Linked DNA regions of Sus scrofa: region 2 is linked to region 1. The links are chromatin contacts, called in public HiChIP or PLAC-seq maps. All regions are on one chromosome and are shown on one strand. Each heading gives the region's core, a stretch centred on a gene start, on an enhancer-like site or on the middle of the called end of the contact. The rest is flanking DNA. Distances are from core to core; before and after follow the strand shown. Region 1 overlaps CTIF (CBP80/20-dependent translation initiation factor). Region 2 has its middle 34 kb from the start of SMAD7.

Evidence for each region. HiChIP or PLAC-seq counts read pairs in DNA pulled down with a chosen protein or histone mark.
Region 2: an H3K27ac HiChIP or PLAC-seq map of alveolar macrophages shows a contact between it and region 1. The contact joins two enhancer-like sites. A contact is called at or near these places in 1 of 47 Hi-C or Micro-C datasets (embryonic fibroblasts) and 1 of 2 datasets of contacts at active chromatin or transcription factors (alveolar macrophages).

Annotation. Positions count from the first base shown.
Region 1 is chr1:98,338,020-98,340,719 of Sscrofa11.1, reverse strand. All of the region lies in intron 7 of CTIF (CBP80/20-dependent translation initiation factor), which reads right to left. Among named protein-coding and RNA genes, the nearest start is that of TRNAD-GUC, 110 kb to the right of the region's middle. Within about 2 kb of position 1,324, at least 2 of the 83 cell types and tissues checked have an H3K27ac peak or open chromatin away from gene starts, as enhancers often do. A contact at or near this core is called in alveolar macrophages, where this site is marked.
Region 2 is chr1:98,507,065-98,509,764 of Sscrofa11.1, reverse strand. No RefSeq gene overlaps it. Among named protein-coding and RNA genes, the nearest start is that of SMAD7, 34 kb to the left of the region's middle. Within about 2 kb of position 1,329, at least 10 of the 83 cell types and tissues checked have an H3K27ac peak or open chromatin away from gene starts, as enhancers often do. A contact at or near this core is called in alveolar macrophages, where this site is marked.

The DNA.
Region 1 (2,700 bases), core at 75-2,574:
CATGGAAATGTGGTGAGCTCGCCATCACTGGAGGTAAGTTAGCTATGGAGACCTCCTATCCCTAACCTGCCCGTTTTGCAATCAGCGCCTCCTCCACAAAGCCCTACTGGGTCTAGCAGCACCCGCCCCCCAGGAGTGCCACCTGAAGATGCAGCATGATTTGGTGACAGATTGGAAATCGGACACACCTGGGTTCACATTCTGGTTTTGTCCCAGTCTGCTGCCTAATCTTTCTACCCCTCAGGGGTTTTATTCATCAAATGAACCTACAAATGGAAACCAGGTGAGTGGGGAGCTAAGAGGGATGATGACCACAGGGCTGGGTGATAAATCTTGCCCCCTCACCCCTCTGCCCTGGGTATCCAGGTAAAGGAATGACGGCTCCATTATGGAAAGTGGAGGAGCCCAGGGCAGTCTCTGGGGGAGACGGGGGACACTGCTGGCTGCCGGCTACCGGCCCGCCTTACTCCATCAGCCATCACAACCCAGCCACCCTCCAGGGACTGCCTCCTCCCTCACAACTTCATTACTGACAGGTTTGCTCTGTCCCTAAAGGGTCGTTTTTTCCATCCTGGGAAGGAGAGGAAATGTAAAATGGAGTTAGCTGGACTAGGGCCTCCCTCGGGCCACATTTTTCAGCCAGGGCTGGTGGAACTGACAAGTCCAATATGCAGCTTCATACACATCACGGACCCCAACCCTGGCCCTGCAGTCTCGGGACATGGACACACAGCAGATGGGTTCTCTGGCTAGAATCTTCCCAAGAGCAAGGAGACTGTAGTGCAGTCTTTAATACAAAGGCGCTGGTAGCCTTTGTATTAAACACTCACCAGCCAGGATTCAGTGTATAAACATATTCAGGGACATTCAGACAGGTGATGATAAGTTACTCTTCCTAGCTCCTAAATGCAGAGTCCTGAAGCTTGGAGTAGTTAAGTTTAAAAATCAGGAGTTCCTGCTGTGGCCTAACAGGATGGGCAGCGTCTCTGAAGTGCTGGGATGCAGGTTTGATCCCTGCCTGGCCCAGCACAGTGGGTTAAGGATCTGGCGTTGCCACCACTGCAGTGTAGGTCACAACAATGGCTCGGATCTGATCCCTAGCCTGGGAACTCCACAGGCCTTGGGGCAGCCAAAAAAAAAAAAAAAAAAAAAAAAAAAAGAAAAATAACTAGTAAACTTAGAAGGAATGGTGGAATTAGAAAATCATTTGGCAACTGCCCTGATAATAATTGTTTTAAGCAAGAATCGTCAGTGGAGGCTAATGGGTGAAAGTTTGAGGAAGAACAGAATATTGGCATAGTCTCAAAGGCTCTCCCCACAAACTATTTCTTAATTGCAAAGGGAAAAGTTGTAATTTTACAGTGGAGAAACTTGGCAGACGTGGCCCTAACCAAGTAATCAAAGTCAACATTACCCATCCTGGGATGAAGGAACAGTATGCATGTTCTGATACGGTCACTAAGAAGGCAACCACATGATCCAGCAATCGCAATCCTGGGCATATATCTGGACAAAACCTTCCTTGAAAAAGATACATGTACCCGTATGTTCACTACAGCACTACTCACAAGAGCCAAGACATGGAAACAACCTAAATGTCCATTGACAGATGAATGGATTAAGAAGATGTGGTATATATACACAATGGAATACTGCTCAGCCATAAAAAGAACAAAATAATGCCATTTGCAGCAACATGGATGGAACTAGAGACTCTCGTACTAAGAGAAGTAAGTCAGAAAGACAATTACCATATGATATCACTTATATCTGGAATCTAATACACCACACAAATGAACCTTTCCACAGAAAAGAAACAAACTCATGGACATAGAGAAGAGACTTGTGGTTGCTGGGGGGAGGGGAAGGGAGTGGGATGGACTAGGAGTTTGGGGTTAGTAGATGCAAACTACTGCTTTTGGAGTGGATCAGCAATGAGATCCTGCTGGATAGCACAGAGAACTATATCTAATCACTTGTGATGGAACATGATGGAGGATAATGTGAGAAAAAGAATACACACACACACACACGTATAACTGGGTCACTTTGCTATACAACAGAAGTTGACCAAACACTGTAAATCAACTATAATCAAAATTTTTTAAATGAATAAAATAAAACCATCTTAGGGAAAAAAACCCATAAAAACACAACATGCCCCCAGGCCACAGAACTTGAGTCTATATATTGTGAGAAAATATCAGAGAAACCCAAATGAGGGACTGTCTACAAAAACAAGTCATTCTTATAAAAAGTCAGTGTCATAAAATATAAAGACTTGGGACTGTCCCCAGATTAAAAGGAACTAAAGGGATGTGACAACGGAATGTAAGCCATGCTCTAGGATCACTGAAGAGAGATGGGTAGGGACTGTGGGGCGTTGAGAACGGTACTGTATCAGTGTTAGTTTCTTGACTTTGATCCTTGTACCCTGGCAATGCAAGAGAAATATCTTTATAAAGAAACACAGTGTGAAGAATTTAGCAGTAAAAAGGCACCCTTTTGGCAACTCACTCTCACTCAGATCAGAAAAAAAATGTATGTGAGAGAGAGAGAGAAAGATAAAGCAAATGTGGTAAAATGTTAATAGCTGAGGAATCAGGGGGAAGAATATAGGGAGAGTCTTTGTCCTATTTCCGGCAGCTTTTCTGGGAGTCTAAGATTTTGTTGAAATCAAAAAGGTTTTATTAGAAAAAT
Region 2 (2,700 bases), core at 80-2,579, 170 kb before region 1:
CATACATATATAGACCCACACATACACACGCATAACACACATGCAGACACACAATACACACATACACCCCATAACATACACACGCACACACATATACAGACACACACACACGATACATAAACATGCATGCATATAACACAAAGCGGTCATACACATACACACATATACAGAATACATACATAACACACACACAACAAACATACATGTATGCACATAACACACATGCAAACACACACACATAACACACACATATACACCCATAACATACACATGCAGACACAACATGCACACATATAACACACATGCACAACACATATGCATATACACATATAACACAAAGCAGGCACACACCTATACATACTTAAACAGAATACATACATAACACATACACACATAACACACGTGTGCACACACACACACATCCCCTCTGTCCCGGGCAGGCAGAGTGACTTGCAGTTCTTTAAACATACTTTGTTTACGTGCCTCTGAGCAAGTACTATCCAGTCCCTTCTTCATTTGGGTTGTCCCACCCTTCAGGATGCAGCTCAGACCACACTTCCTCCAGGAAGCCTCCTTCTTACAAATTTCTGCTCTAAAGAGACATCAGTGGTGTAAGAGCCTCTCTCCCCCACTGAACAGTAAGCTTTTGGCACTCTGGGGTCTCAGCTGGGACCTCTCTGAGGATCCACTGCCCTAACAATTTCTGGCACAAGGCTTGTCCCCGTGAGGGAGGGAGAGCCAGAACTGTGGGCTTAGTTTGGGATGGAAATAATGATACTAATAGCCAGACTGATTGTGTTGTGACTATGTGGTAAGCAGAGTTCCAAGCATTTTACATTGGGATTATCTGCTATAATCCTTATAACCATCCTATAAGCAGATACCGGTCTCATGAGCCCCATTCTACAGATGAATAAACTGAGGTTAAGGAGTGGCCCAAGGTCCCCTGGCTGGTAAGTGGTAGCATCGGATTTCATCACCTCTGTACTATCTCATCTCTACGGGCAGGCCTGGGTCAAGGGTGACGGAGTTGGACATACGTTTTCCCTAAAACAAGTTCTGGTCTGAAAAGATCAAGCCGATCTGATTGCCAATGGAAACACCACCCGACGTTTGTACAGATTTGTGTGTACCACGCTGGATTTTCCTGGTGTGTGCGCCCTCGGCCTGCACTGTGGCACCAGGCAGGCAGGCTTGGCCGGTCCCGGAAGAGCAGACCCTCTCCAGGTGACTGATCTGCCCAGGACACCCACGTACAGCCTGAGGGGGCAGAGGATGGAACTGCACCCAAGCCCACAGCAAACAGAATTCCTGACAATTAGGCCCCCACGCTCAGCCTCCAGAGGAGCTTCCAGCCGTCTGCGTGTAGTCACTGCAGCTATGCTGGAGGCACAGCCCTAGACGGTGACCCAACGCGTGCCGGGCTGGTGGGTGGGGGTCTGACTCAGGGGATGTGACTCAGGGTCCTGTGTTTTGGAGTCAGAGAGACCGAGGTTTGAGTGCTCGCTTGGGTAAGTCACTTAAGCTCTCTGAACCTCAATTTCTGAAACATAAAGTGGGCCTTATGCCTGCATGGTGGGGCCAGGAGGGGGATTGGGGGGAATGCACTGAAGAGCTAGCTGTGGGCTCATTAGGCTGAACCAGGAGGGACTCCTCATATCTGACTGTTCGTTGTTGTTTCGTTTTTCCTTTTTCTTTTTACGGCCCCACCTGCAGCATATGGAGGTTCCCAGGCTAGGGGTCAAATTGGAGTTGCAGCTGCTGGCCTATACCACAGCCACAGCAATGCCAGATCTGAGCCGCATCTGCAACCTGCACCGCAGCTTGTGGCAACACAGGAGGCCAGGGATAAAACCTGCATCCTCATGGATACTAGTTGGGTTCTTAACTTGCTGAGCCACAACGGGAAGTCCTATCTGTTTTGACCTACAAAAAACTCCATGGCACTTAATCTACTAGCTGTTCAATTCAAGGCAGTGGCGTAGAGGGGTCCCCAACCCTCTTTTTCACCTGGAGCCATAGGCAGGGGCTGTGCAGCAAGGGGGCTGAGAGAAGACAATCGACTAAGCCAATTAGCAGTATGTGTGTGTGTGGGGGGTCAATATTGGGGTGCTTCCTTGCTGCTCAGAGTGTCAACAAACTGCCCAGGCCAGGCCAGGCCAGGCCAGAGCGAGAAGTGAAGGCTGGTGGGAGCCAGGGCAGGTGGTCTGGGGTGGCCCAACCCCGGGAGGGGAAGGAGGTGGCGTGGGCCCGGGTGGTGCCCATGAGCAGAGCTACCTGCATAGTCCCAGGTTTTCCTGGTGCTGGAGCCACAGGCCCGAGTTGCCAGCTCAGGAGTTTTCCCCAACCAGAAGTGCCCCTCGCCTTCTGAAAGAAATGATTTTCTAAAAATGGAGTCCTGCCTGTCCCCCAGCTGCAATTAATCTAGCAAACACAAAGTGGCTGCTGGAGGAAGCCCTGGGTGAGTTTGCACCAGTGGAAGCACTTTGATTAATTCAGGAACAGTTCACTGACTGGAGGGTAGGGGGTGGGTGAGGGCATGTAGCCTGGGTGCCAGGCTGGGCTCGCTGTGGGGCCTATTTGGTGCCCAGTGGAGCCCCAGAGACTAGGGAGCTGGAAGCCTCTTTCTAGGGAGCCTGTACCATGAGACGTCCTCAAGATTCGAAAGCCACAGGAGGAGTTCCTGCAGTGGCACGATGG